Regions from separate parts of the Pan troglodytes genome. Here region 2 is linked to region 1. A link is a contact called in public Hi-C data. All regions are on one chromosome and are shown on one strand. The core of a region is the stretch at or near the end of the contact, and the rest is flanking DNA. Distances in the headings are between cores, read along the strand shown. Region 1 overlaps TENM4 (teneurin transmembrane protein 4). Region 2 holds the start of LOC134807364 (putative cuticle collagen 155).

Evidence for each region. A called contact is a pair of places that touch in the nucleus more often than the background predicts.
Region 2: a contact with region 1 is called in a Hi-C map of stem cell-derived neural progenitor cells, with 1.9 times the contacts expected there. The contact joins the promoter of LOC134807364 here to the enhancer-like site in region 1. A contact is called at or near these places in 1 of 7 Hi-C or Micro-C datasets (stem cell-derived neural progenitor cells) and 1 of 1 datasets of contacts at active chromatin or transcription factors (stem cell-derived excitatory neurons).

The regions. Positions count from the first base shown.
Region 1 is chr9:81,258,806-81,263,058 of NHGRI_mPanTro3-v2.0_pri, forward strand. All of the region lies in intron 10 of TENM4 (teneurin transmembrane protein 4), which reads right to left. Among named protein-coding and RNA genes, the nearest start is that of MIR708, 160 kb to the right of the region's middle. Within about 2 kb of position 1,821, at least 3 of the 24 cell types and tissues checked have an H3K27ac peak or open chromatin away from gene starts, as enhancers often do. A contact at or near this core is called in stem cell-derived neural progenitor cells, where this site is marked.
Region 2 is chr9:81,455,366-81,459,618 of NHGRI_mPanTro3-v2.0_pri, forward strand. LOC134807364 (putative cuticle collagen 155) reads right to left here and starts at 1,978. Exons shown (of 1, transcript XM_063784375.1): 1 at 1-1,978. The coding sequence starts at 971. The coding sequence ends at 159. All of the region lies in intron 9 of TENM4 (teneurin transmembrane protein 4), which reads right to left.

The DNA of each region.
Region 1 (4,253 bases), core at 571-3,070:
ATAGTCTCAAATCAACCCCCACTCATCCCTGAGCTGGTAAAAAACTAGCAAGGGGGTGGCAGGACCCTGGAGTCTTATACAGAAGGTGGCAGGTGGAATCTGGAACTGTGAAGTAACTCCAGTTAGCTCCTCTGTGACCTGGGATTGTGCAGAGTCTCTTCGGCAGCCCAGCCGTAAGGCAACCAGCCCGAATTTCATTTCTGATCCTTGCATTTGGGCCCCATCTCAATTAAGATCAGTTAGAAGTCAATTTCACAGTGGCTGGTTTTTTAAGATCCCTGAAAAATGATAAGCTGGAAGCAGGCGATCGCTTCTTTCAGGAGCAGAGGCCTTCCTTGACAGGGGCTCAGATGCTTTATTTATTTTGATTTGATTTTAATTTGGTAAATAATGTTTATTTAATTTTTTCTCTCATTTCAAAAGCAACGCATGTTCAGGAGGGAAAAACAGCTGTCATATCCCTCGCCAGGCCTCAGACTAATGGTGATGTTTTTTACCTTCATTGCCTGTGGGGCTTAAATAAATACCCAACACCGATGACCAATAGTTTCCAAATACAGAAAAAAATAAAAATAAAAAACCAGAAAGGTGGAAAGAAAAGAAGAAAAATCATCCACAATCCTACCACTCAGAGACAACTACCGTTAACAGTTTGTGTGTGTGTTTTTCCTTCCTGTTATTTTTCTGTAACTGTTTTACATGGCTGAGATCACACCGTGTGTGATTTTACATCTTGCAAAAGACAGGGTATAAAATCACCATAAGCATACCATAAGCATTTCCCCATGTCATTAAAAGCTCTATAAACATCATTTTTAACGGCTACGAAATATTCCACTCTATGAATGAACCATAATTTACCTAACCAATTCCCTAAAGTGGAGCATTTAGTGGTTTCCAATTTTTCACTCACATAAATAAAGCTGTAGTGAACACCCGTGTGGATTCATTTTTGTCTGCATTTCATATTATTTTCTTAGGACAGATTCCCAGAAGCAGAATTACTGGGTCAAGGCATGTAGACTTTTTTGAGGCTCTTGAGTCTTATTGCCAAACTTTAGTTCCCAAATCTGCCCCTTCCACAGTGTGTGAGGTATCCCTCCATGCAGGCCTTGATCTGATGCATTTTTAAACTCTGTACCCTGGGGAGGGAGATTGCCACTTGTTCGGGGCCTGGGGGCTAGGAAGGATTTTCATTCCTCTAGTGCCCCTTGGGAGCTCCAGGAAGGGTCAGTGGATTTCCATCCCCCTTTCTGCTCCCCTCCCCTTGTCTGGGGCTCCCCTTTTGTTCCTGGCCTCAGTGACTTTCATCGGGGCACTGAGGGGGCCTTGTGTGCTCCTTGACCCCATCACAAATTCATGACACAGTAGGAGGCAGGGAACAGGGGAGGAGGTGTCTGTGTTTCAGGGGTCATTTTTAGCACTTTTCAGTCAGCTATCAGACTCCAGGTATTCTGTTTTCTCCTTTTGTGAGGCACCACGGCGTGCACGGGCTGTCTTATCGTTGTACTCGGACACATCTCGGCACAGTGGATTTTGCGGTCCATTTTGAATGGCACTGGAGCAACTCTCTTTCTGAATTTGTGCTATAAAGTCACTGGATGTGCCCCAATCAGAGGGCAATGCTGAATTTAAACAAACAAACAAAAAATGAAACACTTCAAAGGGGAAACCCTGTGAGCTTTCCAAGAGTAAAACAGAAAATGACAACAAAATGCTGCAGGGGATATTGAATCATGAGAATCAAACAGAAACACAAGAGAAGGGAGGGCTGCAAGAACACAGCCACTGTCTCCAGGGTGGGCCAGTGTCAGAGGGGGCAGAAGGTCACCCGCTCACCAGGGACAGGCAGGAAGAACAGTGCCGAGAGCCTCCCGTGGAGCCGGGACTGTGGGAGGCATTTTCCTAAACCAGGAGAGCAAATATTTCCAATGCACTAATGCAGGGCGCTAACCAAGACGCTGAGGCTCAGATAAGTCATGTGCCAGCCAAGAGCAGGCGGCAACTGAGAGGCAGAGCAAGGACTCAACTCAGGACCAGAGGTGGCCCATGTCCCGCGCTGCCTACAGCAGTGTTCCTCAAACTTAATGTGGACGAGATTCAACTGGGAGTCTTGTTAAAATGCAGACTGTGATCCAGCAGGCCTTGGGTGGAGCCTGAGAGTCTGCATTTCCAACAAGCTCCCGTGATGCTGATGCTGCCGGTCCCAGGACCGCCCTTTGAGCAAGTCCTATGATCAGTGGTTCTTAAACCTTAGCAAGCAACAGAATCGCCCTGGAGAGCCCCTTAGAACACAAGTTGCTGGGTCCCACCCCCAGAGTTTGTGACTCAGAAGGTGTTGGATGGGCCTGAGAACTTGCATTTTATAAAAGTCCCAGGTGAGGCTAATGCTCCTGGCTCGGGGAAAACGTTCCAAGAATCATTGCCCTACTAGACTGTGGCTCCACCAGGGGTGAGCAGGGAGCAGTTCTCGGCCTGCTCCAGTGCTGCTGCTTAGGCCTTTCTGTGTTCTGAAGAAGGAGTTAGGGCCTTGTTCTTGAGAGGGTCTGGAAGTGGGATTGTTCTTGTCCAGAGACCCTCATCTTTTGGATGTGGCATTAGGAGGGACAGGGCTGTATGTGTCTATGTGTGTGTGTGTGTGTGTCTGTGTGGTGTGACGAGTCTCCAAAGCCCTTTTAATCTCCCTGCAGAACCAGGTGGTGATAGGAGAGGCCAGAGAAATTCTGAAGCAGCTTGAGGACTCACCCATAAAAAAGCCGCTTGCAGTACATCAGTTATATTATGTTGTCGAACAGAGCTTCCTGCTTGTTGGGTCTTGGAGTTTAATAAAAAAATATATTATGACTCAGTCCAAACTTACAAAAGTCCTTGGGGAATCTGAAATGAATCATGTTAAGCTCTTGTTATAAAACAAACAGTCATTTCTTTCACAAGCCTGTATCCACAGCAGACTAGCTGTAGAGGTGGGAGAAAGGGAAGGTGGGGAAAAGACTCAGGGCAAGGGGTGAAATTTTTGCCCGGGGTTTTCTTAAACAACCAGAGAACTTCAGGCTGAAGGAAGACAGAGCCCAAAGAGGCTGTGTGTGGGGGAAAATGCTTCTTTAATGGTGGGCTCACCCTCTAACAGCAGAAGGTAGCTAAGGAAGTAAGGATTTAGAGGTCACCTCCTTCAGAAAGCCTTCCTTGATTTCTCCAGGAAGAATGGCTCTAAACTTCGCAGCCCTTATCTTTGTCACTGAGCACAGAAACCCAGCTCTGTACATGCCAACTGTTTATGGCCATGGTGCTCTCCTACTGGACTGAATCTTCTGAGCTGACTGAACACAGGCACACCTTATCTCCCAAGTTGCCATCCTGCACGTGGAAGCCTCTGAGAGGTAGCAGAAGCCCTGCAGCCATTGCATGTTTGATTGACTGACTGACTTGACAAAGTTTCTCAGTCTCCCTATCTTTCTTCTCATACTGAAGGAAGAAACTTCATATGTTGTCAGAGCCCAGATTACAGTAACAAAACTTGAACTAGGACGTGGATCAGTGTGCAGTTGTCAATAGGGCATTAGCCAGCATCAAAATACATTTTTTCATGTAGAGTCCTGGCTGGGTGCCCTCCCTAGAGGGAAAAGTGAGCATATCATCCCTGGCTCCACTACCTACTTAACTGGGGGACCTCAGACTGTCACTTTCCTTCTCTGTGCCTTAGTTTCTTCACCTGAAAAGCAGGGATAATAATGGAACCAACATTGTGGCATTTTGAAAAGGTTAAATGAGATGTCACGTGAAAAGTACCTAGCATATAACACTTTATAGAAAAAGAAAGGAAGACAGAAAAAGAAAACAATTGGCCGGGTGCAGTGGCTCACGCTTGTAATCCCAGCACTTTGGGAGGCTGAGGTGGGCAGATCACCTGAGGTCAGGAGTTCGAGACCAGCCTGGCCAACATGGTGAAACCCTGTCTCTAATACAAATGCAAAAATTAGCCAGCCATGGTGACGGGCACCTGTAATCCCAGCTACTTGGGAGGTTGAGACAGGAGAATTGCTCGAACCAGGGAAGCGGAGTTTGCAGTGAGCCGAGATTGTGCCACTGCACTCCAGCCTGAGTGACAGAGAGAGACTTTGTCTAAAAAAAAAAAAAAGAAAGAAAAGAAAAGGAAAGCAAAACAGGAGATCCTAAATCTAAAAGAGAGAGTGAGTGAGAGAGAAAAAGAGAGAGAGAAAGACAAACAGCGCAAGTGGTAACGTCCTCATATAATT
Region 2 (4,253 bases), core at 728-3,227, 200 kb after region 1:
GGACTTTCAGTTCCCCAAACATTTCCAAGGACCTACGGCACACAGGTGCCGCTAAAGGAGACACCCGTTCACTCCAGGCAATCAGCTCCAACAGGTCCAGTTCCACTAAGTGGAAGGGCTTCCCGTCAACACCCTCACCGGAGAAAACGGATTCCTCCTCAGCATTCCCTTATAACACCTGGAAAGGGGAAACCTGTTTTTTGTGCTATGTGTGACTTCGCTGCAAATCTCTCTGCTCCCCAACACATACACACACAAATGCACACACACACACAGGCGCGCAGAAAACTAGTTCCCACTGTCACCACCAGTGAAAACACCCCTCGTAACTTTGACGAGAAGGGCTCCCCCGCTGAAAGCCCAACTGCAGAGCGCCCGGAGCGCGCTGTGAGTCCGCAGGAACGCGGCCGGGCGGGGGAGGGGAGAAAGGCGCGGCCGGGACCCTGCACTGTGCCGCGCGGCGCTTGCGGCTGGAACTTGGCCTGGAACGCGGTCTTCTCGGCTCCAGTTTCCCGCCCAGGCCCCGCCCACCCGGCCGCCCCGCTGGTTCGCACCGGTGCTCCGGCCACCGAGGAGCCCAAAGTTGGCGGCGTCCCGCGGACTCCGGCGGAGAGCGTGAGGGAGTCGCGGCCGACTCCCGTACCACGAAGACAACTGGAGGCCGGCGGGGGAGGCGGGCCACGAGGGGCTGGGCCGAGGGAGCTGGGATGCGCGGGCCCGGCTCGCCGGGAAACAGGTTGCCGCGGAGTCCCATCCCCTCCCCCTCTGCGGTCCCCGCGGCGACCCGATTCCCGCCCTGCCCGGGGAGCTAACCCAGCCGCCTCCGGGGCGCCCTCCTTCTTCCTGGATTCCCACGGCTGGACCAGAGCCCCTCTGGCAGCCGGGTTAAAGGCTCCTTCAGCAAGGTCAAGGCGCGGCCGGCTGGCACCTGGGGATTTTTTTCCAGCCGAGCACTGGCTTTTCAATCGCATTGTTAAGGATCATGGCAGCGGCAGGAAATCCGAAGGGCCCCACAGGTCTGCGGGAGGGAGGATTTATTTTACAGCAAGGAACAGATTCGGACAGATCGGGGATTTCAGTGGGAGGGGACGAGAGGTTTCAGGACGCTGGAATGTGGCAAAAACAAAACACTCCCCACCCATGCACATCACCATCTCCTGACTGCGGGCTGGGGGGAAGGGAGTTCAGGGCCAATGTGTCCCAGACTTCAGCGTTCCCCACGGCTGTGTCAGGGCTGGGGTGGCTTATCCCTCTACAGACGAAAATCAAGATTTAAAAGCATACTCTTACTGTGGTTTCTCTATCAAAGCCCATCAACGTGATACACAGGCTGCGGCGCTGGAGGGAAGCGGCGAAACGGGGAGAATAAACGCAACAGAAGCAAACTGCTGTCTGCAGAGGCGAGAGGCGAAGGAACGGAAGCCATACCCGACCCCAGCCCCATCCCGTCCCCATCAGCGCCGGGCTAGCGCAGGAAACCAGGAATAGGTGTAGGTAAGGGTGGCAGCCCGGCAGAGCCAGCGTTCTACTCCCTCTAACCCCTCGCCAGCGTAGGCCTGGATGGCTGGGCTGCCTGGGCATCTCCAAGGGGGACCAGGCACCGCGGGCAGATTTCTAAACACGTGAAGGGCACAGGGCGTGAAAGACAAGGAGGGGCGCCCATGAAGGGCGGAAAAGAGGGGCTTTGGGGCTCCCCAGGACACCAAGTCAGTTTCCGAAAACGGCGATCCCTGTAAGGCCTTCCAACACCTCCGAGATAAGACTTAGAGCTCTGAAGACCCAATGAAACCTCAGTTCTGACTGACTCCTCCTCTGCGATCAATTCCGGATGCCCCCACTTAGTCCCTGCCTCGGTAACCGGTTCTTTGGGGACAGCAGCATCAGCACCCGACGCCCATCGCACAAGTGGGCGCCGCGGTGCGAGGCGTATCCTAGCTACCCAGGCCGGGGTGGGGGCGCCCCGGTACTTACACTCCCCAAGCAGGCAAACTTTCAGGCTTGTCTTTCGAGAACCGGGAGCTCGCATCACAGTTCCGGGTAATCACCGAGGCAGCTTATGTAATTGCCCGCGATGCCGCTCAGCAGATCTCTCTCCTTACACGGCCTCAGAGCTCAGTACATGGGCACCCTCTTCCCCCCACCCCCCACCCCGGCGATCGGAATCCGGAGCTTGCCCCACCACCGCCTTCTACAAAGCAGCGGGGTGATCTCGTGTGCTACAAACACCAAGCCAGTATGCAGGTTCCGGCAAAACTCTGGCTGCCTCCCTGCGCCCCTTTCACTGCGTCGATGGTTTACAGATAACTGCATTTCTATAAACCCTCTCTCCACGGTTAGGGGGTGGGAGGGAGTTAGAGATCGGGTGGGGGCTTGGCGCGGTACTGTTGAGGGCTTGCACCCAACTGAGCAGTAATACACTCATCCACATGGACGCGGGTGCATAAATCGCCTTAACATTTTGCCCTGAAAGCGGAGCCAATTTCCAAAGTTAAGGACCACGCAGCTGAATTTCCAGTACTTTCCAACCTCGCCTAGGCGGGGGCAGGCAGAGAAGGGGCGGGCAGCGGGCAGCTAACTCGCCCGACCCCCCCGCCAAGGACTCACTAGATGAACCCCCCGCCCTTCACCCAAGTAGTTGGTTGTGTATTCCTCGGTTGCGTGTGTGTGTACACACACACACACACACACACACGCCGCCCCACTACCTTCCTGTCTGCTCCTCCAATGTAACGACCGCATTTTAAAATGGCAATTAAAATGACTAAGGAGCTCGGTGATCACATTTCAACCCAGAGCACATTTCCCGAAGCTGGGGGTGAGAGTAGTCATACAGTCACACTCACACCCGGGAGCCCTCCAAGCGTCCATCTGGCGGCTGCAGCCTCAGTTGGCTCCTAGACGAACATCAATACCGCGGCCGGGCGCCCGGTGAGGAGAGGCGGGCCCCCCGCGGGTTGCAGAGGGCGAGGAGCTGGGGTCGCATCTCCAGGATCTGAGCTCCAACCACCGCCCGTGCGGGGCTGCTGCAGCCGGCACTTGCCCCGCAGGGCAGGCTGCAGCCGCTGAAGCCCGGCGCCGCCTCGCGGGCTCCTCCAGCGCCCGACGGGGGCCTGGGGCGAGCTAGTCTGCAGAGGGGCTGCAGGCGACCGGGCCGGGGCGGGGAACGGGATCCGGGAGAGGCAGACGAACCTGGGGCGCGCCGCCTCCCTCCCACCCGCTTCCCACCTCCCTGCCCTCCCCCAACCCTTGCTCCCAGGCTCCAGTCCGCGGCGGGCTCCGGGGGCTGCGGCGGCTCCAGGCTCCAGAACAGCTTGCCTCTTCGGCCACCCGCGCCCTAGCCTCCCTCCTCCTGGGCCAGGGGAGCAAGCAAACATCTCCCGGAGCCCTCGGCAGCCGCGTGAGCTACCCGAACCCTGCCCGGGCCAGCAGTGCAGAGGGCGATGGAGCTGGCGAGGCGTCGCCGCGGTCCCCAAGGCGCTTTTCCGTAGAGCGGATCACGCCGCCTTACCGTGGCTGCAGGCTGCTACCGCCGGGGAAGCGGGGAGGACGGCGGCAGGGAGGCAAGGCGCCGCGCCGGTGGCTCCTCTCTCTCTCGGCGGCGCGGCTCCTCTGCTCCGCGAGCCGGAGCGGGGCGCCCAGGAAGGAGCAGGTCCGGGCTCTGCGCTCAGCTCCAGCGAGACCAACAATAGCTCCCGCGGGGAGCGGAGCCCCAGCGAGCCTCCAGCCGCGCGCGCACGCCCGGCTCCCGCTCCCGGCCGCTCCCGGCCGGCGTCCCTGCCAGCACTGCTGCCCCACATGAAACAGCTGCAATCCCGAGGCTTCTGGGGGGTTGGGGCGGGTGTGTGCGCGCGCGTGTGTGAGTGTGTGTGTGTGTGTTTAATAGCTTCCCTTCTCTTCTTTCCCTCCCTGCCTGCTCGCCTGCCTGCCTCCGTCCCCCACCCTCGCTCTCTTACACACAGAAAGAGAGGGCGAGCGAGAGAGAGACACACACACACGCACACGCACACGCAGGTTACATGAATGGGAGGCGGTAGCCAATCCTACGAGGCCGGCGAGCCGCGCGGCGCACTGGCGCTGGGAGCAGGGCCGCACTCCGGCGCGGGGGGGCGCCACGCAGGTGATGGGCGCCTCTCCGGGGGCCACGCGCGGCCGCTCCCTCACCCCAGTCTCGGTTCCTCTGTCTCCTTCCCCCTTCCTCTCCGCCGCCTTCTCCATCTTCTCTCCTTTTACCTCCTTTGCTTTCTCGAGTTCTC